4 separate regions of the Sus scrofa genome follow, and all the other regions are linked to region 1. A link is a contact called in public Hi-C and HiChIP or PLAC-seq data. All regions are on one chromosome and are shown on one strand. Each heading gives the region's core, a stretch centred on a gene start, on an enhancer-like site or on the middle of the called end of the contact. The rest is flanking DNA. Distances are from core to core; before and after follow the strand shown.

Region 1 (2,829 bases), core at 110-2,609:
ACCCGGCTCGGATCCCGCACTGCTGTGGCTCTGGCGTAGGCTGGCAGCCACAGCTCCCATTGGACCCCTAGCCTGGGTACCTCCATGTGCTGCCAGAGCAGCCCAAGAAATGGCAAAAAGACAAAAAAAAAGAAAGAAAGAAAGAAAAAAGAAAAGAAAGAAATGGCAAAGCTGGAATTTGAGCTTAGTCTGGAGTCTTATCACCTATAGCGTATTTCGGATCCACAAGGCTGGGAACTCGTAATTCAGGTGCTTTACAGCCAGTCATTGATCTGCACTTCCCAGTGATGTTACAGGATACTTACCTGTTCTAACATATCTCCAGGAAGCGGAAAAGTGAAGGAAGAGAAGCTCATCAATAAAATGCGACCCTGGAGGCCCTAATGTCTTTCTTGAATGTCCTTAGAGGCAGGGGTTGACGTCTCACCCATCTCTGGATCACACAGTGTCTAGTTCAATGCCATGTACGTGACAGACACTGTTTGGACTGGCTAAGAAAGAATAAATTGGCCCTGGCTGCAAACAAATACCATTCCAAACCATTGCATTTATGTTTGCATTGGCACAGAGTGTCTTTCGGCTCTTTGGCCCATAGAAACAAAATTGGCAAACTCAATTAGGTACATAAAATCAATTAGGTAAATAAAACAAAATAGGCTCACACAGGCCTCTGGAGCAGGTGCTCACGTTAGGGATAGACATTTGGCAGAACGGATTCTGAAAGGACACAAACCTTACAGCATTTGTCAGGTGTCTGCTTGGCCACTGATTTCCAAGATTAACTCGGGAGTGCAGGCAATGAGGTGCAGAAGATCAGGGATTAAGAAACAGGCCCTGGTGCTTGACTGCCTAGTTATCTCAGGCAAGTTATTCGTACTCTGATTGCCTCAGCTAAAATAGCACTAAGACTGGCACTTTATAAAGCTTTGAAAAAGAAGTTAGTTGCGGTGGCTCTTAGAATAATAGCTGGCACAAAGGAAGTTTTTTGCAAGTTTTCTCTGTCGTGATTTCTTTTTTCTGGAGATGCGTTGCAAAGCGAACCAACATCCAAGCGTGAGGACAGACCTCTGAAAGTGTCAGTGTCTGGATGGTGTATCTCTCAGCTGACAGTTGTGGTGTGCTCCTCTGAGATGCGGGTAGGGTTGATTTAGGTACCGGATGTCAGGCTTCGCTTTCAGGCGCGTGGTCCAATTCCACGAAGCCGGAGTTTACCCCGTGTTTTCCTAGGGACCATCAAGTTAGTCTGTTAGAGTCTTTCCGCTTTTATGGATTTACAATTAAGTGAACAAACACAAAGGCCCCTGAGGAAGTGCTTCATCCGGTTTCCCCTTTGCTGTGGTCATAGGCCAAAGCGCTCGTGATGATGTTATGAAAGGGTGTTGCTGGGGGAAAAAACAGCGAAGGTGTGGTCTTCTTCTGAGCATCAGATCTCTGTGGCAAGTCAGCATGTCCCCAAACAGAGGAAGATGTAGGCGGCGTGCCCTGTACTTTATTTTCCAAATCTGGACAACTTGGACAGTAAAATGAGAGGCCGCTACAGCTTCAGCCAGGACAGTGAGCTGAAACAGGCCTGGGCCAGGCAAGGCGGGCAGCATGGACCCTCTCTGCAAAACCACGTGGACATCAGTGGCAGACCCCGAGGCCAGTTCAGATGTGCAAAGAGCACAGAGGTGCCAGTTAACCCGCAGGAGAAACTGGGACTGAGACGCATGAGCTTTTGAGTGGCCCCCCAACTGTCGTCATTCTGGTGCACTTGATGAATGGCAGTTGAGCCCCTTGGCATCTTTGCAGGCTTCCGTTTCTTTGTTTCCAGCCCTAACAATAAATGGTTTCGCTCTCCTCTCCTGCCCCTCTGCTGAACGTCTTGATTGGAAATTTTGTCCCAGGGCCAGTTTCTTCCATTAATAATGCTTTCCCTCTCCCTGCAATATCTCCCTGCCCCCACCCGTGCCCGGTTCTCGACTGCGCCTGCGCTCAGCCTCCGGACCGGCAGGCACGATGCCTTCCTGACCGTCTGGGAGCCGACCTCACCCTCTGCTGCTGCTGCTCCCTGGACCAGGCCTGAGAGCCGGCTCCGCTTGCCCTGAGCACTTCCTCTCTGCCCCCAACACAGTCTTCTCCCTTTATTCCTGTCCCTCGGCTCCCCCCCGCCTCATTCTTCCTCCCTCTTTCCTCCTGGGAGTGCTCATTTGTCCCATTGGAAGCTCCAATGTCTCCTGAATTCATTACACTCTCAGACATTTGCTGGCTCCACCCATGTGGCAGCAGTGGACTCAGATCTCCAGAAGCACCCTGACACTCTGAGGTGAAGCGTCATTCACTTTGGGGACACCTTCGAATCAAGCCTCTATTGTAGTTCCTTAACCAGCCCGGTGACAGGTGACAGATGTGCAGGCTCCGCTTTCCACGGCCACTTGAATGTATGACTGTCTCATTTCATGAGGCTTCACTTGATGGTGCGTCGGAGATGATGCATTTTCTGCACATTCAAGGTTTGTAGCAACCCTGTGTCGAGCAAGTCTGTCGTCACCATTTTTGCAACAGCATTTGCTCGCTGCCTGTCTCATGTCACATTTTGCTCCTTCGTGCATTATTTCAGACTTTGTCATTATTATTTGTGGCAGTGATCAGTGAACTTTGGAGTTACTACTGCAACTCACTGAAAGCTCAGATGACAGCATTTTTTAGCAATAAAGTGTTTTCATAATGAGATATTTACCTTTTCCTAGACATAATGCTATTGCATACTTAATAGACTACAGTATATTGTAAACATCACTGTGTTTTATTTATTTTGTCTTTTTGTCTTTTCTAGATCCGCATCCATGG
Region 2 (3,206 bases), core at 568-3,067, 130 kb after region 1:
TGTCACCTCCACTACCTCCAAAGAAAGTCATGATCTGTATGCCCGTGGGGGGGCCAGACCTCTCCCTGGCATCCTACGCGGCCCAGAAGGGTGGCCAGCAGGGCAGCGCCCAGCACCACCACACCGTCCTGCCATCCCAGATCCAGCACCAGCTGCAGTATGGCAGCCTCGGCCAGCACCACCCCTCCACCACCGGCTCCCTCCCGCTGCACCCCTCGGGCTGCAGGATGATAGATGAGCTGAACAAAACGCTGGCCATGACCATGCAGAGGCTGGAAAGGTAATAGGGGATTGGGGGGTGGGGAGGGGCAGGAGGGGAGGGCTGGTAGGGTGGGGGATGGGGATCTGACCTTGACCAAGGAGGGAGAAGACCCTTGCAAAGCTCACCCCAGCTGTGGGGTTGGGAGTTTGAAAGTAAAATCAGACCAAAATTTCAGTGGCAAGGAATGTATGGAAGAGAAAAACAGTGTTGCCAGTTGCCAAACTATGGAACAATCACATTTATCAAAAAGAAAATGTTGGAAGTTGCCGTCGTGGCTCAGCAGTTAACGAATCCGACTAGGAACCATGAGGTTGCGGGTTCGATCCCTGGCCTTGCTCAGTGGGTTAAGGATCTGGCATTGCCGTGAGCTGTGGCGTAGGTCGCAGACGTGGCTCAAATCCCGCATTGCTGTGGTTGTGGTGTAGGCCAGCAGCTACAGCTCCAATTAGACCCCTAGCCTGGGACTCTCCATGTGCCATGGGTGCTGCCCTAGAAAAGGCAAAAGAAAAAGAAAAAGAAAATGGCGGAGCTCTTGCGGCTCAGCGGTAAAAAATCCAGGTTCGATCCCTGGCCTTACTCCGTGGGTTAAGGATCCTGTGTTGCTGTGGCTGTGGAGCAGGCTGGCAGCTGCAGCTCCGATCTGACACCCTAGCCTGAGACCCTCCATATGCTGCATGTTTGGCCCTAGAAAGAAAGAAAGAAGGAGGGAGGGAGAAATGTATATATATATATATATATATATATATATACAACATATGCACATATATATATATGTGTGTGTATATATATATATAGCCAGATAGATATTTAACAAGCTTCTATTATGAATCCATAGGCCTTGACATTTTTAGGAAGCAGATACACATAATCAGTAATGTGGTAGCCCCATGGCAGGGAGATGGAGAGAAAATCTTATTTTTCTACTTCCTGTCTTTCTGTACTGCCTAATTTTTTATTTTGTGTCCATAACTTCCATGATGTTGAAAACAATGCAAATATAGAGTAAGAAGAGAGGCGAGCTGGCAGGGCCGTGGTGGAAACCAGAGGGCTGGGAAGTGGAGAGGTCCACCCTTGTTCCTGCTGATGGAGGAAGAGCAATACTGCTGTTGGCTTAGGTGCCTTCAAGCCTCTAATATTTACCAACAGCTGAGCCAGGCCCCTCTTTCACCAGAATCTGCCTCTCAACAGCATTTCCGGGAGGTCGGCCAAGAGGGTCCAGGGTCAGCCCTGCAGTGGGGACCGTGACTCCCCACCACCCAGGGCATCCTCGTGCTGATTCTGAGTCGTGCGTGCACATGTGTGCATGCATGTGTGTGTGTGCACATATCACCCCCTTGTGCCCAAGAGGGGGCTCAGGTTTCCCAGTCCAGTTCCAGGGCATGTAGCCTGACCTCGTTCCCTGGCGTGACAAAAAGGAAGTGCTGGGATCTGGCACGAGGGTGTGTCTGCGCTGGGGTCTTGAACGCCTATCCCACGTCAGTTCGCTGGGTCCTGCAGGCAGGCAAACCGCAGCCTGGAGCCCAGCCAGTCACCAGGCAGAGAGCCAGGGGCGAGATGGACACAGTTGGGATGTCGCTGCTGTAATTTCCTGACTCTCGGTGGCTTTCTCGCTTCCTCCGTGTCAGCCAAGGTCTCCATGTTTGGGAAATTAACGACTCCAAGGGAAGTTGTTACGTCTAAAATTCGGACTTGATAGGTTCATGTTAATATCTGTCCTCACTGGAAAAAAATAATGTATTTGGCCTGCTGCCATGATTTTCACCTACTGCTGTGGCTAATGAGGACAATATAATTGAAAATTTAGATGGCACTTTTTAGCCGATCACACACTTTTAGCACCTTAACCCTCACGCCACCTACGGAGACTGAGTCAGCTAAGGGAGGCCGAGTCACTAAGGGAGACTGAGTCACTAAGAGAGGCCGAGGGCCCAACGCCAGCCCCTCCAAGAGGGGGCCCGAATCTTGGTTCTCATCTGCAGAAGTTGTTGAGAAACAGAGAGCCCGCTTTTTGATACCTTCCTAGCAACTTGAGAGAATAATTTTACATCTTAAAATAACAAGCGATTTTATTCATTGTGTATTTTCCTTGTATTTTTTGAAAGCTTCAGTTGGTGATGCATTGAAAATTCAAATACGCTAAGTCAACCAGCCACCCAACCATACTGGTCCTTTGCCGTAGACATTTTGCGCTGGGGAGTAAGTCCAGGGCCTGAACCGTCAAGGCTGGGTCTTCCTCCTGCAGACGCATCACTCTTTCCGCTACAGCACAGCTGCTTTCCTCAGGCCAGCAGGGAACATGCAGCGTGTACCAAATGCTCCGGGGTCTTCCAGCTCCCAAAGAGCAAAGGAGCAAAGTCCTTGCCGTGGTGGCCTGGGGTCCTGTTGTCTCCCTGTCTTCATCTCCTCTTCCCTCGTTGCTTTCTCTCTCCTTCCACGTGGCCTTGGACGTGCTTGATGCCTCCTGACAAAGGGCCTTTGCACTACCTGTTCCCTCAGCTGAGACTGCTGTTCCCTCCAGGTATCCGCCAGTCTCCCCCCGCCCCCATCAAAGGTCAGGTCAGAGCGACCGGCTTTGGGGCTCTAGCCACCTCCTCAGTGAAGCCCTCCCTGATCTCTCTATTTAAAATCACAACCCTCCTCCCAACACAGAGTAGGCCCCAGCCCCGCATGGTTCTTTGGCAGCGTTTCATGGCATTTTTTGCCACCGGATGCTCCGCATTTGCCTTTTACTTTTCTTACCGCTCTTCTCAACTAATCGAACATACGAGGTGGGAGAAGGGCTTTGAATGAGTGATGGACTGTTTGCATGATGCATGAAGGTGATGCCCCCGGGAGTTGCTGAGGCGGCTCCTTGATGCTTAACCCTGTCCCTACCGCTGGATAGTTAGGTTACTTGCAGCATTTGTAGTCTTCTTTTTCACTGTTGAGCTTTGAGGTCTCACAA
Region 3 (3,120 bases), core at 342-2,841, 130 kb before region 1:
TAAACTGTATATGTACCTGAATCACTTGGCTGTACACTAGAAATGAATACAACATTATAAATCAACTCTACTTCAATCAAAAAAATAATTGAAGATATTTTAAATAATAATTTTTTTAAAAGTGTTCCAATAGGAGTTCCCTTCATGGCTCAGTGGTTAATGAATCCGGCTAGGAACCAGGAAGTTGTGGGTTCAATCCCTGGCCTTGCTCAGTGGGTTAAGGATCTGGTGTTGCCATGAGCTGTGGTGTAGGTTGCAGACGCGACTCGGATCCTGAGTTGCTGTGGCTGTGGCATAGGCCAGCGGCTATAGCTCCGATTGGACCCCTAGCCTGGGAACCTCCATATGCCATGGGAGCAGTCCAAGAAATGACAAAAAGACCAAAAAAAACAAAAACAAAAAACAAAAACAGTGTTCCAACAAAAATTTGTCAGGAAGGTCCATGGCAGCATTGTTCATAATAGCCAAACAGTGGCAAACACTGCAGATGTCCATCCACTGATGAATGAATAAACAAAACATAGTGTAGCCATACAATGGACTATTATTCACTCATAAGAAGGAATGAAATACCAATCCATGGTAAGACATGGATGAACCTTGAAAGCCTTATGCTAAGTGAAAAACAAAAGGCCACATGATGTATAGTTCTATTCACATGAAATGTCCAGAAGATCGAAATCCACAGAGACAGAAAGCAGCGTAGTTGTTGTCAGGGACGCGGGGGGCGGGGGGTGGGGGGAATGGGAGGAAGTTCTTACTGGGTACAGGCTTTCCTTCTTGGTTGATTAAAATGTTACCGAACTAGACAGTGGTGATGGATGCCCAGCATTGCGAATGTATTAATGCCACTGAATTCTACCCCTTAAAATGGTTAAGGGAGTGACTCTTATGTTATGTGTATTTTACCCCAATTTTTTTTATGTTATGTGTATTTTACCCCAATTTGTTTAAAAAGGTGTTATGGATCTGGGGTAAGAGGTTCTCGGAGACATATTTTTAGGGGCTCACGGATGTGCAAGACACATTCATTCTCTATCTGAAGCATTTAGAAAGGCCGTGTCTGATGCAATGGAAAGGCCTTTCCTGCTGCTCTTTCATGACCATGATAGTATCCTGGCTTTGGTGACAAATGACGTAAATCATTTGACAATGATTGCTCCACTGGCGGTTGAACTGAGAGCTGTCAATGTGTGATGATTAACAGAGGTTGTAAAAAACATGTGGGAGTTCTTCAGATCTGAATGGCAGATGTGCTTTTCTTTTCTATTGGGGATTATATTCAGGAACTTCCAATACTGTAAATCTGTGGACCCTTTGTGCATCTGACCTTGGAATTTTCTTACTTTTGCTGGAAAAATAGAAAAATGACAAAATGCTTGTTCTCCATATTTAGATCCTAGGTCATTTCATGGATTGTTAGCTTTGCCAAAACGCATATGGGATTCATTGGAAACAATTGCAATGTTCTCACTACATTGCACCACTTCCTTTTGTTAATTAAGAGCCATTGCCCTCTGTTCTGCAGATGACAAAAGGGACAGCTCTTCCTTTGAAACCTGACAGCAGCCACAGAAAGGAAGGCAGAAATGACAGTGTGTTGGTGAATTAAGGTAGCAACAGAGAGCAGAAATCTCAGTACAGTGGCAACAGGGAGTGAAGCTGGTTCCAACTTCTGGGCTCCTAGGTACATTTCCATTCCAAGCGTCAAGTTCAATCTGCCCAATTACAGCTGTACCTCTCTATTTGCTCGTTGACAAAAGCCAGCTGCCTGAGAACGGAAAACATATTAAAGAGGATTAAACGGCAATGGAGTTAATTAAGAAAATCACCTCACCATTCACAATGACATATCGGTAGTTAATTTTTTAATTAAAAAATAAATTGGAAATAAAATTAATAAAACCTCTATAAACTTTTCAAAAAAAACATGAACTGCAAATAACTCCCTTGTTTTAGATTTACTAAAACTGTTGGAGGTGTGTGTGTGCCTGTGTGTGTGTGTCTGTCTGTAGTGATGGGTGTGCTTCAACAGAGCATATCTGTTTCCCTAAAATGATAGTGCGATCGGATTATTATAAAAGAAATAGCAATCCAATACGCATTTATGAAACGTGCGCTTTGTAAGGCAGAGAGCGTAGGAGGACAGAGGAGACTTCTGGGAGTAGAAAAGGAAATTGAAGGCTTCCTGGTGACCTTTGGGTTCAGATTTCTTCTAATCCCTGTCATTTCCACCCTCTCTCTGGTTTCAGAACCTTCGCACAACCCACTGACCTCGCCTACTTCAGTCTTTCCCTTTCTGCCCCCAACTCCCATCTGGCTAACTCCCACTTCTCCATCAGGACTCCGTATAAAGCCACTTCCTCCAGGAAGCCCTCCCTAACTATCCCTCCCAGACTGATTAATCCCTATTATCAGCGTTGCCACAACTCCCTCTTTCCTGTCTGATGGCTCTTAGCGCGCTTTGTCATCACTGCATGTTTCGTTATCTGCCCTTCAGGCAAAACTATAAGCTTCATAACAGAAGAGACTACAGGGGAAAAAACACATGGAGAAACAAATGTTTAGTTTTGAATGAGTGATGACTTGAATTAATGACTTGGGGGAAAATAAATCAAAAACAGTGAGACCTGGAGTTCCCGCCGTGGAGCAGCGGGAACGAATCCGACTAGGAACCATGAGGTTGCGGGTTCAATCCCTGGCCTCGCTCAGTGGGTTAAGGATCCGGTGTCATCATGAGCTGTGGTATAGGTTGCAGACGATCTGGCATGGCTGTGGTGCAGGCTGGTAGCTGTAGCTCCAATTCGACCCCCTAGCCTGGGAACCTCCATGTGCCATGGGTACAGCCCTAAAAAGACCGAAAAAAAAAAAAAATACTGAGAAGTTCCTATTGTGGCGAAGTGAGTTAAGAATCTGACTGCAGCGGCTTGAGTAGACTCGGAGGTAAGGCTTCAATCCCTGGCTTGGTGGAGTAGGCAGAAGGATCGGCATTGCTGCAGCTGTGGCTCGGATTCTGTCCTTGGCCTGGGAACTTCCATATGCGTGGGTGTGGCCTTTAAAAAAAAGTAGTGAGACTGTTGGTGTTTGTCTGTCCAGAGGCTGGCACACAGTAAACTGTAA
Region 4 (3,101 bases), core at 92-2,591, 240 kb after region 1:
ACGGCGGGACACCCGCGCGGGAGAGGGAGCACCCGCCGCCGCCGCCGCCGTCGCCGGACGTGACGTCAGCCTCACTCCGCGCAGGGGGTGCCTAGTGCGCGTGCGCCGTGCTAGTGCGCGTGCGCGGAGAGCATGCGCAGACGCCCCACCCAAGCGTTTGGGGCCGACTCCGCTACTCAGATGCGGGATGGAACGCGCTTCGCCTGGCGCTCAAGTTCCCCACCTGCTACACGGTTCCCGGCGCCCGTCCCCCTGTTCCCTTTCTTCACTCCTGTTCCGGGGACCTCGCAGCTCCCTTACGCCCGCTGTCCCGGGCGGTGTGTGCCCCAGATGCGCTCTTTAACCCTGTGTGATCTCAGAGCCCCAGGAAAGGTGCTGTTCAGTCTGTCTGCGTTGGCATACTCCTGTTTTGCTCAATTCTTTTTGTGTTTCATTTCCTTTTTCTTGGTACGTGGAATTAAATGATTAGCCAAATGAGAAGTGTAAAGGCATCTTACTGAACATTTGCTGTACAAGAGTCAGCCCCACGATCACTTAATATTTTGGCAGAACTCCAAGACAGGCAGAGGAGAGGAAAGGCTGAGAATGGAAAAAAAAAAGGGAAGACTTCAGGTGTGTCCTCTTTGGAGGCTGTTGACACCGGGAAGCCGAGGTAGAGGAGAAGCCGGGGTCTCATGTGATCCATTAGCCATGCCTGGCTTTCCCTGTTTGGTCCTAAATTGGAAGCAAGGATAAAAATTAGGGGAAGCTGACAGTTATTAATCAAATCGTGTCCATTAATCAAATCCAGGCCACTTTGTTACAGTAGTTATTGTTTAGCTCCCTGGGTGGTTACTAAAGCTAGCGGTCAGGCTTCCTGCAAGTTTGACTCAGCAGGCTGGTTATTGTAGACAAGGGGCTGGTTTTCTAGGCAGGTTGCTTGCAGGTTGGGGTCAGTTCTGTTTTTATAATATAGTCCGACCACTGTCTGTATATTCAGCCTTTCAGATGAAACAGTATAAAAATAAATTACATGAAAATAAAGTTTAAAAACAAAATATACTAAATATAAGCTCCGACTTATTAGATTCAGACAAAACGACTCTTTAAAAAGGCTATTAAAGTTTATAAACACTGTCATTTTCTCCACTTACCTTATTACACACCCGCACTGGTCTCAGGGACACCTCTCTTAGCAGCACAGCCTGAGGGGGTTTTTAAACCCCATCCATTTGAGAGGAGCTGTTCCTGAACCAGGTCTTGCCCAAGGCATTGCAAGCCAAACACAGAGACACCAAGGTTTGCACGAGAACTTATCCGAGAGCCAGTCACACAGAGAAGGAACAAAGTTCAAACCTACTTCCCAGAAGGCAAAAAGCCTGAGGTATTTATAGGATAAAGAAACTGGGTGCTCAGAGGCGTGGCCATCCTGGGAAAAGGTGATTGGTTAATGGTCATTCTGCGCAGGTGTAACTAAGCTACAGGCCTCTGCACCTTCAGAAGATCACCCACAAGCTGCTCACACATGCCCAGTTGGGTGATTGGCGATCCCATCCAGGCTTACCCAGCTCAGCTCTAATTAGACACAGCTGACTCCCAAGTCCTGCAAAACACCTGGGCAAACATCTCACTGTTTGGGCTACATGCCCCTGGGAGGACCTGCAAGCCTTAAAAAAACCTTGGCTAGTGAAGGCATGTGAAATGGATGGGACCCATGGTTTCAGTACCACCCAAAGAGAAACGCCCATTGGGTGATGGGAGCTGCTTCCTTGAGAGTCCAAATCTGTAGAGAACAGAGTACACAGGGGCTGAGCTGTAGAGGGAATCTTGGAAATCAACAATACAAAAGGCAGTCCAGTTACAGTGTCAGTAAGTTTGTGGTGTTAAGGTTACACAGAACTTTAAAGACGTGTATGATGGTTGAACCCAAACGGTTATGCACCTCCCCGCCCCACCATCTTTAGTTCTCCAGGACCGGGGTACTAAGCCTGGCTTAGGCAGTGTTTCTTCACATTAGCAAGTAAAGTTCTTCAAGTTTTTGCTTTCAAGAATTTCATTTACTTCCTCTAAACCTTGGCCAATCACTAACATTTACAATCTTCTTTTTCTTACCCTTAAAATAGAGCTAATAGTGGCTGTGGTCTCATAGAGGCATGGGAAGGATTAAATGAGAACGTGTGTAAAGTGCTTGGCAGAGTGCCTGGCACATGACAGAGGATGTATGTGAATGGGCCATGAGCTAAATGGTGACATGGTTGCCTCTAACTGTCATTTACTGTGTTTTTTTTGATGAGCTGGTAAACAGAATATTTGGAGGCTTCTATGGGAACTAAGCCTCTTGGAGACTATTCTTTTTAAAATGTATTTATTTTTATTTAAATATAATTGATTTACAATCCTGCACCAATTTCTACAGTGCGGCAAAGTGACTCTGTTTTACATTTGTATGTATATATACACACACACATACATATATATATATATATACACATATATATACCTTCTTTTTCAATATTCTTTTCCATCATGGTCTGTCCCAGGAGAATGGATACAGTTCCCTGTGCTATACAGTAGGATCTTACTGTTTATCCATTCTAAATGTAATAGTTTGCGACTCCTAACTCTAAGCCCCCAGTCTATCCCACTCCCTCTCTCCTCCCGCTTAGTAACCAGAAGTCTGTCCTCTATGTCTGGGAGTCCATCTCTGTTTTGTAGGTTGGTTCATTTGTGTCATATTTTAGATTCCATGTGTAAGTGACATCATATGGTTTTTTGTCCATCTCTTTCTGACCTAATGACACAGTATGATAATCTCTCATTCCATCCATGTTGCTACAAACCACACTATTTTGTTCTTTTTTATGGCTGAGTAATATTCTATTGTATATGTATATACCCCATCTTCTTAATCCATTCATCTGTCAATGGACATTTAGGTTGTTTCCATGTCTTGGCTGTTGTGAATACTGCTGTGATGAACACCGGGGTGCATGTATCTTTTTGAATGAATGTTTTGTCAGGATATATGCCCAGGAGTGGGATTGCTGGGTCATATTGTAGTTCTAGATTTAGTGTTCTGAGGAACCTCCATACTGTTTCTGCAGTGGTTGTACCAACTTCCA

The links. A called contact is a pair of places that touch in the nucleus more often than the background predicts. HiChIP or PLAC-seq counts read pairs in DNA pulled down with a chosen protein or histone mark.
Region 2: an H3K27ac HiChIP or PLAC-seq map of skeletal muscle shows a contact between it and region 1, with 5 times the contacts expected there. The contact joins two enhancer-like sites. A contact is called at or near these places in 1 of 47 Hi-C or Micro-C datasets (heart right ventricle) and 1 of 2 datasets of contacts at active chromatin or transcription factors (skeletal muscle).
Region 3: a Hi-C map of heart right ventricle shows a contact between it and region 1, with 2.2 times the contacts expected there. The contact joins two enhancer-like sites. A contact is called at or near these places in 1 of 47 Hi-C or Micro-C datasets (heart right ventricle) and 1 of 2 datasets of contacts at active chromatin or transcription factors (skeletal muscle).
Region 4: a contact with region 1 is called in a Hi-C map of subcutaneous adipose tissue, with 1.6 times the contacts expected there. The contact joins the promoter of TBC1D7 here to the enhancer-like site in region 1. A contact is called at or near these places in 5 of 47 Hi-C or Micro-C datasets (embryonic fibroblasts, epiblast stem cells, heart right ventricle and 2 more).

The regions. Positions count from the first base shown.
Region 1 is chr7:9,462,467-9,465,295 of Sscrofa11.1, forward strand. All of the region lies in intron 5 of PHACTR1 (phosphatase and actin regulator 1), which reads left to right. Among named protein-coding and RNA genes, the nearest start is that of TBC1D7, 240 kb to the right of the region's middle. Within about 2 kb of position 1,360, at least 14 of the 83 cell types and tissues checked have an H3K27ac peak or open chromatin away from gene starts, as enhancers often do. A contact at or near this core is called in retroperitoneal adipose tissue and subcutaneous adipose tissue, where this site is marked.
Region 2 is chr7:9,591,769-9,594,974 of Sscrofa11.1, forward strand. PHACTR1 (phosphatase and actin regulator 1) reads left to right here. Exons shown (of 16, transcript XM_021099752.1): 9 at 1-280. Among named protein-coding and RNA genes, the nearest start is that of TBC1D7, 120 kb to the right of the region's middle. Within about 2 kb of position 1,818, at least 8 of the 83 cell types and tissues checked have an H3K27ac peak or open chromatin away from gene starts, as enhancers often do.
Region 3 is chr7:9,333,035-9,336,154 of Sscrofa11.1, forward strand. All of the region lies in intron 4 of PHACTR1 (phosphatase and actin regulator 1), which reads left to right. Among named protein-coding and RNA genes, the nearest start is that of PHACTR1, 230 kb to the left of the region's middle. Within about 2 kb of position 1,592, at least 9 of the 83 cell types and tissues checked have an H3K27ac peak or open chromatin away from gene starts, as enhancers often do.
Region 4 is chr7:9,707,440-9,710,540 of Sscrofa11.1, forward strand. TBC1D7 (TBC1 domain family member 7) reads right to left here and starts at 1,342. Exons shown (of 9, transcript XM_021099767.1): 1 at 1,134-1,342; 2 at 224-714.